Regions from separate parts of the Mus musculus genome. Here region 2 is linked to region 1. Evidence: chromatin contacts called from public HiChIP or PLAC-seq data. All regions are on one chromosome and are shown on one strand. Each heading gives the region's core, a stretch centred on a gene start, on an enhancer-like site or on the middle of the called end of the contact. The rest is flanking DNA. Distances are from core to core; before and after follow the strand shown. Region 1 overlaps Nprl3 (nitrogen permease regulator-like 3). Region 2 has its middle 20 kb from the start of Ubtd2.

Region 1 (7,045 bases), core at 391-2,890:
AGTTAGGACAGTTAGGAGCTCAAAGTCAATTTCTGCTACATAGTGAATTTGAGGCCAGTTTGGGCTACATGAGACCCTGTCTTTGTACCCCATTACTTAGTATACAATTTAAGTCAGCATGACTTGAATTGTCATTGGCTATAGAGTAACACCTTACTATATCATATAAATATCACATTACCAAATAATAAACAAAATGCACAATTTAGTTACACCTAGTACACGTGTGATGTCGCCATGTATCATTTACCTTGTTGATCACTGCTATCTAGATTCATATTTCATTTCTTAGCAGGAAAGCCATAAGAAGCCCAGTAGCAGTTTGTGTCTGTATTTCAGAGGGAATCCTAGGCCTCGTGACCGTTCTATTGTTAGATTTATGTTTACTTATGAGCGTGAGACAATGTGTGTGTCCAAGGACAGAAGAGGACTCAGACCCCTTGGAGCTGGACTTGCAAGCAGTTGTGAACCACCACATGTGTGTAGAGACAGAACTCAGGACCTCCTGAAGGACAGCAAATGGTCTTAGCCCCTGAGCCACCTTTCTGGCACTGTCTCTCTTTTTGTTTTGTTTCTGTTGAGACTGGGTCTCAGAATGTAACTTTGTCTGGCCTGGAACTTGCTGTATAGATCAGACTAGCCTGAAACTCACTGAAATCTACCTGCCTCTGCCTCCTGAGCATTGGGATTAAAGGCGTGGGCCACCGTGCCTGGCTTTTATTACTTTTTAAAGAAATGGTCTTGTATATCCCAGGCTGGCCATGAACACTTATGTATCTGAGGATGACCTAGAATTCCTGATCCTCCTGCTTCCACCTCACAAGTGCTAAGATTATAGCCATGTGCCTCATACCTGTCATATACCCATTCAGTATTCTGTTACAAGACATATCTGTAAAACAATAGTTTTATTTTATGCCATAATGCCCTTTTGAATCTGACAAGAATTAACCATGACAAGTTAGTATTAACTAGTACTTGGTCTGTTAAAGCATCTTGATTGAGAATGGTTTTCAGTTGGCCTGTATGAGCCAAGATGCAAACCCTGCTCTCTGTGGTGTTCTCTGTTTCCACTAGTCCTGCCACATTTCCCATGTTCAGATTTGTCTCATTGGGCAGACTTTCTGTGTCCTGCAGACTGGAAGTTATTATGAAGGTGTAGTTATATCTGGATACATGCTTTTGGGAGGCAGAAAGTCCCATGGATGACGATATATTAACTTTGGTGTTATTTCTTACCCTGTACTGTGAATGTTCACTTTGTTTGAGATGGTGTCACATAGGCCAGGCTGTCCTTAACCTTCCTATGTAGGCTTGAGCTTGATCCTTCTACCTCCCAAGTGATGGCATTATAGGGGTAAGCTACCATACCTAGCTGTAAATACACTTTTTGTTAGCATTCCCATTAAACTCTGCCTCATTCTAGGTGGCAGCTTTCTCAGCGTGTCCCTGCATAGCCTTGGGTGCTGAAGGCAGCAAACAAGACATACCAGATATCCCTTTAGTGTATGTCATTGAGCCTTATGGTGTGGGGGTGAGAACTACCTCGCACAAAGGGGACACTCAAACAGTTGGTCCCCCCCAGCTGCTATAGGGATGCTTTTGTACCTCAGCTAGTGGCACCTCCAGCAGAGAGAATGACTCACTGTGACTTCAGTCATTAGTCAGAGGAAAAGTTTGTGTCTAAGAGTATTCTCTCCCCGCTTTCTAGTGGAGTATTTTTATACGGACTCTTGTGAATGTGTACTTTGTATTGAGGCTATTGTAAATCAGCCCTTTTAGGACATGGTCAAGGAGATGCCCTGAGCATGAAGTGTCACGGCAGACGGCCTGGTGGCTGCAAGTCTGCCCAGGTTTTGCTTCTCTTTGTAAGTGTGTGGCTTATTGAGAATGTAGAAAGTCTTCCCAACTGCAGGTGTACAAGGTGTTGTCAGGGTAAGATTTTGACTTAAGGTAACAGGCACAGGGTCACTTGGCAAATAAACAGGATGGGAAAACAGCGTCAGAGGTCCTAATCAGTGGTACCATTTGTCCTTTCCTTTCTGACTCTGTACCCCCAAGTATTACTCAGCAGTCCTAGTGGCCTCTAGAAACTCTGAGTCATGCTTGGCTTAGTTATCTGCTCGTTCAAGCATCTCCATAGATCCCACAGTGGTCTGCTCCACCCTTGGCCTGGGTGTGTACACCTGCTGTTGACTATGGTCACTGATAGGTTCCAGATGGGTGTATGCTACTTTGACCTAGTTAGTGTAGGTATGCAGTAGATGCTTGTGAGAGACATGGGCCAGGAGCCTAGTGGTAATCTGATTAACAGATTAGCTAGGAATAATTCATCCCTGACAGATGTTTAGCAAATAGCATAACACTTTTATGTTGTTTGTTCTGGAACCGTGTGGCCTGTTGTGAATGAATTCCTATATACTATAGGCCAGACATGTTCATGAGTGGTCAGTGCACAACAGTGATTACAGATACCTCCAAGGTTTTGCTCAGGTCAACCTCTGTTCTGAGTGCTGTATGTGTTTGACTAGTTTCCTCTGCTTGCTAGTTTTCCTTCTTCAGATGATGACCAGTGACCCAAGATCATATCATAATAGGTGGGTGGAATCAGTGCCCTTAGCTGTCCCTTGATTTTCTCTACAGTCATAGCACAGTGGGAATGTGTGTTCCCCATAGAGGACTCCCATGGAGTCATCTCTGCAACCTTCTAGACAGTTGTTCCCAAGACTAGAAGATGAGGAAGTCAGCCAGCATGTATATAGGTAGGCTAGGAGCATGCACAGGGAACTCTGGGTGGCAGTTACTATGTAGAGAAACCTAGTGGCAAGGAATGGAGAGGGCATCTGTCATGGTCTATGCTTTTGTATTAGAGACGTATAAGTGTGTCTCTGCATACATATTCTGAGTGTTTGACCTCTGGTGTGCAGGCCAATGCTGATCCATCAGTGATAAACTGTCTACACAACTTGTCCCGCCGAATTGCTACTGTCCTGCAGCATGAGGAGCGCCGCTGCCAGTACCTCACTCGAGAGGCCAAGCTGATCCTAGCACTTCAGGATGAGGTGTCTGCTATGGCTGATGGTAAGTGCAGCAGCCTGCTGAGCTCGAGTCTGATGGCTTCTCTTTGTGTAGTATCTCTAGAGGACCAACTGGTCATTCTGCTTTGTTTTGAGGCAATTTCAGATAATGCTCTAAGTTGGCTCTCTAGTTCCAGGGATACTATTAAAGAGATCCTCTGTGCAGGGAAGGGCAGGCTTGCTGCCTGGTTGCAAGTTTGATCACATGCCAGTTCTCTTTGTGGACTTGGGGTATGCGGACAGTACAGAGAATCTCCATCTCCAAGGGCCTCTCCAACACCATAACACAACTGTCAGAAGCTAACCAAAGCTTTGGATTTGGTGAGCTGGGTACTGGAGAGGAAGTCCTTACTGTCTCTGTCAGTAAGCAGAGACTGGCTAGAGAAGTTACAAGAACTACACATTGAGCTGGTCATGACCAGCACAGAAAGTCTCTTGTAGGGGTTCATATATGAATCTGCTGTGCTAAATGCATGGGTCTGAATTGATCTCTCTAGGAATGACCCCACACATTGTTATATGATCGACCACCTTTCATTTAGGACAGAATGCCTGGCATTGGTTCTGCTACACAAATTTGTCCTGGGATGGGAAACTCAGGGAGGGGCCATTGAGAACATCCAGCTGGTAAACTGGGTGATTTCCATACTTGGAACTTATAATTTAAAAGCTGAAGAACCTAACTGTCCCCTAACTAATCAAAAAATAATTTGTGCTGATAGACACTGTGTAACCTTTAGAGTGCCCAGAGGACTACATTGGAAAGAAACTGGGAATGACCTCGGCTTCCTTCTCCTAGGCTTATCAGCTACAGAAGAAAGAATGAGGAACAGAAATTAGAACAAATCATTACAAACTAACAAAGTCTTGTCTGATTCTAATGTATTTTCAGTGAAAACTTTACTTATTTTCCTTGGAAAATTAGGTGGGCATGGTGGCGTGCACCTCTTATACTAGCCTATAGAAGGCAAAGGCCAGTGAATCTCTGGGCTCCTGGACAGTCATGGATATAGAGAGAGAGACCGTGTCTCTAAAACAAAACTACTTATATTATGGGCCTGGGAATCATTGTAGAGTGGTTGCCTAGTTTATGTAAGGCTCTGGATTCCAGCCCTAGGGCCCAAGACAAAGCAAAAACAAGCAAACAAACAACACTCATGATTTTTATATTAGCTAATTATAAGTATGCTAGGAAACAATCCAGAAATTTTCTTTTAAGATTTAGATCTGGGCATGGTGGTACTTGCCTTTAATCTTAGGACTTGAGAAAAAGAGGCAAGTGGGAATCTCTGAGTTTTGAGGCCAGCCTGGTCTGCAGAATAAGGTCTAGGCCAGCCAAGGCTATACAGTGAGACCCTGTCTCAAAAAGAAAGAAAGAAACCAAAAACAACAAAAATCTGTTAAAAAATTAAATATTAAAAAACCCATGTTCATCTTAGTTATATATATTTTTGCTAGAGATTCATGAAAATTAAAAGATATTTTAGTCCTAAAGACACATCTCATGATGGTACAGTGTGGAAGTGGAGTTGGATGGCATGGGAATACCCAGTCACAGCGACAGAGGGTGGGGCTGCTGAGCCAAGAGACATGTGCCGTCTGTGGGAGGCAGTGGAGCTGACAGCTTGCTCCTGTGACTACAAGGTTGACAAGTTTAAACACCAATAGTTTTCATACACATTTCCTATATAAATAGTTTCTCATCAGCCTGAGTCTACTTTTAATTAGAGGGATCGGGGTAGATTGATGATGATGATGACAAGGGATTTTCTGATGTTAATTTAACATTGGTTTAACATTACTTGTTAATGTTGAATTTGTTCTAAAGATTGTTCCTGTTCTGACTGTGCGTGTTTTCTTGCTTTGGAAGTTGTAAATCCTTAACTTTTGTTATTCTTGTAGCAAATGAAGGTCCTCAGTCCCCATTCCAGCACATCCTACCCAAGTGCAAGCTGGCTCGGGACCTCAAAGAAGCTTATGACAGGTAAGACCCCTAGGGCCATGCTTGTTGAACCTCTTCTTCCTGGGCTAGCTTCCCCAAGCCTCCAGAGTGGAAGCCTCCTACAGACAATGCTGCCATAGGCTCTCTGTGTGTGTTGGAGCTTGCTGAGACAGGGACAAGAAAGGTTAAGGGATGGGACACTTGTGTGGCCACTTTTCAGGAAACCCACTTTCTAATGGCAGCCCCTTTGTTAAGTGATGTGACTTAGCAGAGACAGTTACCTCCAGCCTCCTTTACCACAGAAGCTCCTCCCACAACTGTCCACGGAAGTCTGAAAGTGCTTTTGAACCGTTAAACGCAGCAGCACTTTACTGAGCTTAACCCAGTGCCAAGTTCTTTACCACCTTCATTGAGGTGGACATCACTGTTGCCTCTTCCCACTCGAGGAAATCCAAGTTCAGTGGATGGAGTTGGAGTTTGCCGTAATAGTCTGTGCTCTGGGAGAGCTGGAGTGTGAGACACTGACTGTCTGAGGTCAGCAAGTATTGGGAACATAGTGGAAACCTCATGTAGATTTGATTAATTGAGTAATTATTAAATGTATACAAAATACTTAGGCTTGTGTGTGTGGTAGACTCTCACTAAGTGACCTAGGGTGACTTGATACAGGTGTGTGATGCTCACTTTCTCTCTTTTATTTTTCTTAGACAGAGTTCCATTGTGTAGCCTTGGCTGGCCTGGAACTAACTCACTTATGTAGACAGGGCTTGACTGCATAGCATCTAAAAAACAAAGTAAAAGGGAAACCAGTAACTGTAGGTTTCTAAAGAAAAAAGGATGTGGGAAAAATGTAAAACCTTAGAAAGCTTTGTCATCTGCCAGGCACAGCTCAGGGCTTGAGGCCTCCAAGTGCCACCCAGTGGACCAATTTGGAGGGACACAGGAATTTGAGCTTTTGGTGAAAAGGCATTCAAGGTCCTACTAGCCAGATACCCTGTTTGTTAGTGGGTAAGGTCTCATTTCTCCAGGTGAACTCCTACAGCAGCCAGCCCTGGGTCCTGGAACCTGTCCTGGGAGGTTGAGAGCCACACTTCTCTGGCAGGATGTGGCAGTTTTGACCTCCTCTGCTGTATCCCCTGTCTGATATTGCACGACTTATAACTGCCCAGTAGCATTCTTGGCATGATTCACTCCAGCCTCATCACACAATGTCTGTAGTTGTCCTTAAGGTTCTGTTCCCTCATCAATAAAAAGGTGTAGCTAAGTATACATTGATTGGGTAGATCAAATATAACATCTGTCTTTTGACAGTAGCTCTTTGCCAGATCCCTGAGAAAGATGTTCTCAGAGAAGACCTAAAAGACAGGAAGTTGTGGGCTTAATTGGCATCAAGTTTTAAGAGCATCCTTTCAACAGAATTGTTCTGGATTTACTATTTTAACCAAAGCCAAGGCTCTGGTATAGTTCTAGCTGGCAACCCTATTTCCTAAGTGTCTGTGAATATAGAGTGGAAGAGGGAATCCCTTAGGAGGTTACCCTGGTTGTCCTAGTACCTGTGTCTCCTTGTGGAACTAGCTCCATGTCCCCATGTCTCCCCAGGTTGCTTCCCTTAGGAAGGGATCTCCCTTCACTTTATAACATAACACAGCTCACCCACAGTTAAAGAGATAAGGAATGGCAGGAGGAATGAGGATATAAACTCCTTGTGGTGTGAAGAAGTGATTCTCTGAATTAACAGAGCCTGGGGTTGGGCCTGGGAGGCTCAGGTCATGAGAATGCTGTCTGAGACCTGGACAGGTAAGTAGTGCTGGCTCCACTGTTAACTGCTCAAGAGCAAGAACAAGCCTGAAGATGTCTCTGAATGTTCCAAGAGTTACAGTCAGTATTTCATTTAAAAATGTACATACGCCGGGCGTGGTGGCGCACGCCTTTAATCCCAGCACTCGGGAGGCAGAGGCAGGCGGATTTCTGAGTTCGAGGCCAGCCTGGTCTACAGAGTGAGTTCCAGGACAGCCAGGGCTACACA
Region 2 (7,222 bases), core at 1,593-4,092, 180 kb before region 1:
TCTGGGCTTGGGTGTTCTTGTTACCTTTGTCAACTCCATACAATCTAGAGTTTCTATGAAAGTCTCTGAGGAACTGCCAAGATCTGATTGGCCTGTGGGGATTGTCTTGAGTATTAGTTGATACAAGTGGGCTCAGCCTACTGTGGGAGGCGCCATCCCTAGGCAGGTGATCATGGGTTGTATAACAAAGCTTCCTAATCATGAGCCTGTGAGTGAGTCAGAGAGCCAGCCAGGAAGCAGTGTTTCTCCACGAGTTCCTGTCCTGACTTTCCTTAGCAATGGACACTGTGGCCTGGAAGTGTAAGCCAAATAAACGCTTTCCTCCTTAAGTTTTTCTTAGAGTGTTTATTGTTTGTTTGTTTACAGCAACAGAATGGAACTATAACACTAGGGTTCCTGGGCTGCGTAAGGAGCTGAGCACCATGCATATATTAATTTATTGTTCTTGACTACGGATGCATCAAGTTTCTGCCATCTTGAATTCCTGGAAGAGCTGGGCTGTACCTGAACCTTGAGCCAAATGATGCTTTGCCAAGGTATTTTATCACAGCAGCAGGAGTGAAGCTGAGATAGACCCTATCTCAAAGGAACAAGACACTCAAAGGTAGAACAGGATAACCCGGCATCCTCCTCAAGGGCAGATGCCTTGCAACACACGTGTACCCCCCCCCCACACACACCATATAAGTACACACACACACACACACAAATAAAAATAACTAACCCCCCCAAAAAACCTCGAAGTTTTAAAAAATTAAAATAATATTGTCATCAGGCTATGTGTAGATGATCCATGAATCAATTTCATATTTGGCTCAGTCTCCTCCCTAGCATATCTCATTTTGCAATATGCAAATATTTCAATCTAAACTTCAAAGTGATTCTGAGTTCTAAGATACTCAATATATATATAGGTCATATATGTCCTTGCAGGCTACTTCTGTACAAGCTAATTTTATTAATTGTATTGAACAAGCTAAGTCATTTGCAATCTGTCATACAGTAAGGATAGTGGTGGCAGCTGCTGTTAACTGTATCCCAGAGCTGTGTGAATCATCCCAAGTGTAATCTTGACACTAACTCTATGCCACAGGTATTGTCACTGCCGCCTGTGTTCTGCTGGCAAAAATCTCAGATCACTAAACCTGTTTAGCTTCTGTGTCACACCAAGAAAACAAATCAGAAGCAGTCTAGGGTTTTTCTTGACTCTTTTTTCACCTTCTTCCACTCTGTCCCATCTGGGCCTGTTCACGCAGCAAACGGCAGGGGTGGGGGAGTGGGGGAGTTGAGAAGCCAGCTCTCTCCCAGAGACTCTGGAAGTGGAGAGGAGGAGTGACAGAAGATGTTTGCCTAGAGGGTCCCGCTCAGTTTAGTGGAGGTGACAGTCACATAAACAACAGATTACAATGCAGTGTGACACATGCTAAAGCTACAGTCTCTATAGAGAATTCTTGTTTTGTTTCCTTTGACACAATGAGTTGAAAAAAAAACTTATTTTAATTTTAGGTGGGACTTTTGAAAAGGTAATCAGATAATTTTAATTACAATCAAAATCATTTTAACCATAAACTTCATTGAATACTTATCTCTCAACCCAGAAAAGGTGAGTTAGGTGTGCCTGTCCTGTTTGCCTGTCACTTGGAGAGTCTGAAATATATGTGTTGTCCCCTGCTACACGGCTGACTTCCAGAGAGCCGCTTCCCTCGGCCTGATTCCTTACCACATCTGTCTTCTGGTTGCATTGCTGTTGCTCTTGAGACCTGACCAAGGCATGGAAATCCAACATATTTTCAAGTGTGGACAGGTTAATATGGGCAGGTCAGATGCATGGTTGGTGCTGAGTTGTGTGCACTTGGGACTTTCCAGTGATCTTGCCGCTCTTTTGTTCTAAGGACTGTGCAACCTGCATTTGGTGTTGTCTTTAATGCCTCTTAGAGGGTGCTGACTTCCCTGTCTCCTGACAGAGAATGAGCAGGCCTCGGAGTCAGGCTCCTCACCATGAGACTAAGCCTAGCTGGAACATGATGCTAGTTCATTTTTTCTGAACTTACTTTTTTTTTTCTTCAAACTATACAAAGCTTTCTGATTATTGTCGCAGAGATAAAGCTTCCTGTTAAGGTGACACATGTCATGCCTTAGTTAATCTATTTATAATATAATATTGAAAAATGGCTGGTACAGGCGGGGCAAGGTGACAGCAGTGATGGGTACAGGGCCACTCAGGTCAAGTTTTGTTTTGTTTTAGTTTTGTTTTGTTTTGTTTTGTTTTTGAGACAGGGTTTCTCTGTATAGCCCTGGCAGTCCTGGAACTCACTCTGTAGACCAGGCTGGCCTTGAACTCAGAAATCCTCTTGCCTCTGCCTCCTACTGCCCGGCCAGGTCAAGTTTTAATAACGATGCTGCCATGCACAGGGCTTTGGCCTTTCCAGTATTGTACAAACAGATTGCTTTTTCCTGCTTTGTGCCCCTCCATCATTGAATTTTAGGGTTTTTTTGCAGCTGTCCTATAACCTTCTACATAGTTGCCTGCCCTTCATAAGGGGTCTTCCTAGTCACACTATAAATACATCCTTCTTTTCCAGTTTCCCAGCAACACACATGATTTAGAGTAGATTCCAGAAAGAAGTAGATTCCAGAAAGAAGATGGGTGTTCTGCACTCTCAGGCACAAATAGAACTTTCAGGGTTGTCCACACAGGCTCCAAGCCCAGGCCCTTCTTTTCGAGGCAGCCCTGCTCCAGGAAATCTGTTTGCCTTGAGTCTGGGCCATAAAGGAGGGGCCTGCTCAAGGGGCCCCGCATTCCTAGATGATGTGTGTACAAGGGAAATGCCCAGCCAAGAGCATGTTCTCCGCAGATGTTACTGACTCCCTTATTGGAGGGGAGGGGTAAGCTCTGCCTCTCATGAACACAGTACCAGGCCTCCCCCATGGGCAGACAGAGACTGTTCTTAGAAGAAGGCTTCTATACTGGTCTCCCTGTCAGCAAAGCACTTTGCTGTCTCCACAGTGTTTTGCTGTCCTCAGCCTCATAGGATGATGTAGCTGATGACGGAACTGATGAGTAAGGCACACAGCAGCCATGTGAGCCTGTGGTCTGGTACCCACACCTTCCGTGTGTTCAGGTGTGAGAAGGAGAGCTCTAGATGGGGGATGGGGTGGGGGAGGTGGTAACACCAATACAGTGCCTGACACACAAATGCAAGGACCGGAGGTCAGATCTCCAGACCCAAGTCAAAAGTCTTGAAACCCAGGAGGTTGGAGATAGGTAGGTCCCTGAAGCTCACTGTCCAGCTGGCCTTGCTCACTGAGTTTGTTTTCAAATTTGTTTTTTCAGGTTAGCTGAGAAACTTTGTCTCAAAAAATAAAAAGTGATCAAGAAGACTTGAGTGGGTATCAAGCCTTTAATCCCAGAACTGAGGAGGCAGAGGCAGGCAGGTCTCTCAAACTCAAGGCTAGCCTTGTCTACACAGAAGTTCCAGACCAGCCAGAGCTACCCAGTGAGACCCTGTCTCAGAAAGAGAAAGAGAACTAGAGGAAGAGAGAGGGGAGGAAAGGGGGAGAGGAGGAGAAGGGGATGGGGGAGAGGGGGAGGGAGAGGAAGACAGAAGGGAGGGAAGGAGGGAGGGAGGGAAGGGATGGAGGGAGGGAGGGAGGAAGGAAGGAAGGGAGGGAGGGAGGGAGGAAGGGAGGGAGGGAGGAAGGAAAGAAAGAGGAAATAGGTACTAGTCTCTGATTGTCTTTTCTATTCCTGTCCTGCTTTTGAATAGTTGAAATATGTCCTGGGAGTGGAGAATTTCTCAGTGACTCTTTCTCCTAAAACATGCATTTCTTAACTAAAACCCTGCCAAGGGTTAAAATAAAGGCAGTTAAATACAGACAACACTTAATAAGGTGCAGGCCTCACTCTCCTGCTCTGGGGAAGAGCTGAAGTGTCTCTGTTTTGAGGTAGTATCGCCTGCTGTAGCCCTGCCTAGCCTGGAACTCAGTATGTACATAAGGCTAACTTCAAACTTGCAGCAACTCTGCCTCTGCCTCCTGGGTGCTGGGATTACAGGCACACGCCAACATGTCCATCTGAAGAAGGTATGTGCTGGAGCTCTGAGCTTAACTCCTCATGCTGGTATAGCAGGCATTTAAATGACTACATCATCTCCTCAGTCCTTGGTTGAAAAAGTTTTGAAAAGCTCCAATTTTGGGGGAAGAATTTGCTTTTATAAACAAACCCTTTTTGGTGGTTTGAATATGCTTGACCCAGGATGTTGCATTATTTGGAGGTGTGGCCTTGTTGGAGTAGGTGTGGCCTTGTTGGAGTAGGTGTGGCCTTGTTGGAGTAGGTGTGGCCTTGTTGGAGTAGGTGTGGCTTTGTTGGAGTAGGTGTGGCCTTGGAGGAAGTGTGTCACTGTTGGGGTGGGCTTTAAAGTTCTACCTAGTGTGGAAGCATCAGTCTTCTTCTAGTGGCCTTCAGATGAAGATGTAGAACTCTCAGCTCCTCCTGTATCATGCCTGCCTGGATGCTGCCATGGTCCTTCCTTGATAATAATGGATTGAACCTCTGAACCTGTAAGCCAGCCCCAATTAAATGTTGTCCCTATAAGAGTTGCCTTCGTCATGGTATCTGTTCAGAGCAGTAAAACCCTAACTAAGACACTCTTCCTTTGTCAGCCAGGAAGGCCAGGGCCCTTGTGAGGGCCACTTTTTTCCTGAGCATGCTAGGTAGAATTTAGTGTGAACTGACAATGCACCCAGCCAGTGGCACACAACTGGAAAGCACGTCTGCCCATAGTTGTGGTCTAGTGACAGAACACTTGGTCCTCTTTCCTGTCTCACTTTCTCTTCTGAGCCTAGTTCTGGGGCTTGGCCCCAAGCAGCCCACCAAAGTCAATATTTCTATGAAGTCTTTATCTCTGAAGTTTTATCTTAAGATATAGGTCACCTTTTATTCTGTTGCACGACACACTCTTTTTTGTTTTCATATGGAAATATATGAAATAACTTATTGATTAAATTGACCAGCTTCCTACTGCCCATTCTATTTCCGACAGTCTATTTAGGGGCAAGAAGGAAACTACAGGAGCCTTGTGTCTGTCTGTCCTGCCCCCCTATTGCCATGTGTCACTGGGGTGCCAGTTCTAGTCCAAAGTGAATCTTGTGTGGCACTTCTGCATCACCCAGAGCTTGCACAAGCTTTTGTGCTTTCCTCTGCCCTGTAGAGAGGGCACCCCAAAAAGGAGGGAAGTTCCTCAGAAAGTCTCCAGCTGGGAAGTCTGTTCATTCCAGGCTTGGATGGTAAAGCAGAGTCAGAAAAAAACAAAACAAAACAAAAAAACATAAACAAAAAAACCCCACAAAACTTCCCAGGGGCTGGAGAGATGCTCAGAGGTTAAGAGCACTGGCTATTCTTCCAGAGGACCTGAGTTCAATTCCCAGCACCACATGGCAGCTCAAAAGCTGTCTGTGACTCCATTTTCAGGGTATCTGACACCCTCACACAGACACACACGCAGGCAAAACACCAATGCACATGAAATAAAAATAAATAAATTTTAAAAAGCTAATGTGGAGCCCAGAGTAGTAGTAATACATGCCTATAAAAAACAAAACAAAAACAAAAGCAAAACTTCCCAATGAGAATGTTGGCATCCTTTCCTTTCTCATTTTACAGCATCAGGGATGGTACTCAGGCCCACGCTTGTGCCAGGCAAGCAACTTAGCAGTGAGCTATACATCGAAGTATTGACTTTCTGGTTTTCATTTTGATTCCATTAAGATAAAAATGGACGTGGAAATGCTAAAGGACACGCATGTTGGCTCCAGTAACCAAGTGCTCTGAACAAGGGAATGGGGGCCTCAGACTGGTACTTCTAATTTCCCAGGCTGAGGAGAAAAGATGCAAGTGTGACTTCATACCAATGTGATATATTTGTGCCCAATGAGGGTAAAATGGATTCTGCCTGGCCAAAGCTTCTCCAGTATTGCCATTAGAGTAAGGTGAGCCTCACAGTACAGCATATCTAGAAAGACTCCAAGCACCTGCCCCCACTAAGACTCCATATGTCCGTGTGCAGAGAGACAACTGCAGCAAAGCTGGGGGGCATAATGTATGCACACTTATATGTGTAAATATATGAACATGTTTATAATACACAAATGTTGGAGATGAGTAGCAACATTGAGGCTGTTAGTGTTGCTTAGGTACAATCTTGGTAGCTGTGAGTGGTTTCTAAAGGTGGTCATAGTTTAAAAAATATGTATTCATGTGTGTATATGGGTATTTTGTCTACATATATGTCTGTGCACCATATGTGTGTCTAGTGCCCTGAGAGGTCAGAAGATGGCATTGGAGCCCCTTGAACTGGACTTACAGAGATTCTTAGTGGCCATCTGGATGCTGGGAATCAAATTCAAATCCTCTGGAGGAGCAGCCAGTGCTCTTAACTGCTGGGTCATCGCTCCAGCTCCAAGGCGCTTGTCTTTGATTTCTATTATAGCAGCAAGGAGGACGCTTGCACCTGTTTTCCTTATATACATATTATATATTGGTACCATAATTAAAATAGTGTAAGTGTAAATACTAGGGGTGTATAAGAAGTTTGCTATCTCTAGGTGGGTACAAACTCACCTAAATTTGAACAACCATTTTTATTCAAGAATGTGACCAGAAACTAATAACGGGGAGCTATAGAAACATTATGGTGGTCCCTCAAATGCTTCAACATAGGGGTTGGGGTTATAGCTGTGTGTGAAGAAATGCCCTCTGTGAAAGTGAGAAGATCTGAGTTCAAACCTCCAGGCTCTGAACAGAAATCATGCATGGCCTTTAGTGCCAGTAATCCTGGCACCATGGGATGGGAAGAGACAGATCCCAGAGGCTCACTGACTCCGACTTAGCCAAAATGGGTGAGTTCCAGCATCAACAAGAGGCACTGTCTGATCACAGACGATGAAGAGGGTAGAGGAAGACACCTGATGTCGTCTTCCGGCCTGTGAACAACTGTACCCAGAAGTATAAATCACATACACACATGCAAGCACCATGTGACCCAATGGTTTTAAATCAAATCGAAGACTTCTACAGGTGTTTATATACTTTTTTTTTACCCTCAGAATTACTTATTTATTTCTGTAAATTTCTATGTAATCTCTTTTCATAAGAAATATATAACAATATACTTAAATTTTTGTAAACAGGCATCTTTTTTTCCTCCAATTTTTATTAGGTATT

Evidence for each region. HiChIP or PLAC-seq counts read pairs in DNA pulled down with a chosen protein or histone mark.
Region 2: a contact with region 1 is called in a FOXA1 HiChIP or PLAC-seq map of pancreatic cancer cells. The contact joins two enhancer-like sites. A contact is called at or near these places in 1 of 484 Hi-C or Micro-C datasets (cortical neurons), 1 of 115 datasets of contacts at active chromatin or transcription factors (pancreatic cancer cells) and 2 of 9 other capture datasets (adipose tissue and liver).

The regions. Positions count from the first base shown.
Region 1 is chr11:32,246,161-32,253,205 of GRCm38.p6, reverse strand. Nprl3 (nitrogen permease regulator-like 3) reads left to right here. Exons shown (of 13, transcript NM_181569.3): 5 at 2,928-3,081; 6 at 4,980-5,061. Among named protein-coding and RNA genes, the nearest start is that of Nprl3, 18 kb to the left of the region's middle. RefSeq lists enhancers at 1,955-2,231, 1,842-2,355, 1,837-2,402, 797-2,413, 1,348-2,656 and 2 more. Within about 2 kb of position 1,640, at least 56 of the 459 cell types and tissues checked have an H3K27ac peak or open chromatin away from gene starts, as enhancers often do. A contact at or near this core is called in pancreatic cancer cells, where this site is marked.
Region 2 is chr11:32,431,486-32,438,707 of GRCm38.p6, reverse strand. No RefSeq gene overlaps it. Among named protein-coding and RNA genes, the nearest start is that of Ubtd2, 20 kb to the left of the region's middle. Within about 2 kb of position 2,842, at least 134 of the 459 cell types and tissues checked have an H3K27ac peak or open chromatin away from gene starts, as enhancers often do. A contact at or near this core is called in pancreatic cancer cells, where this site is marked.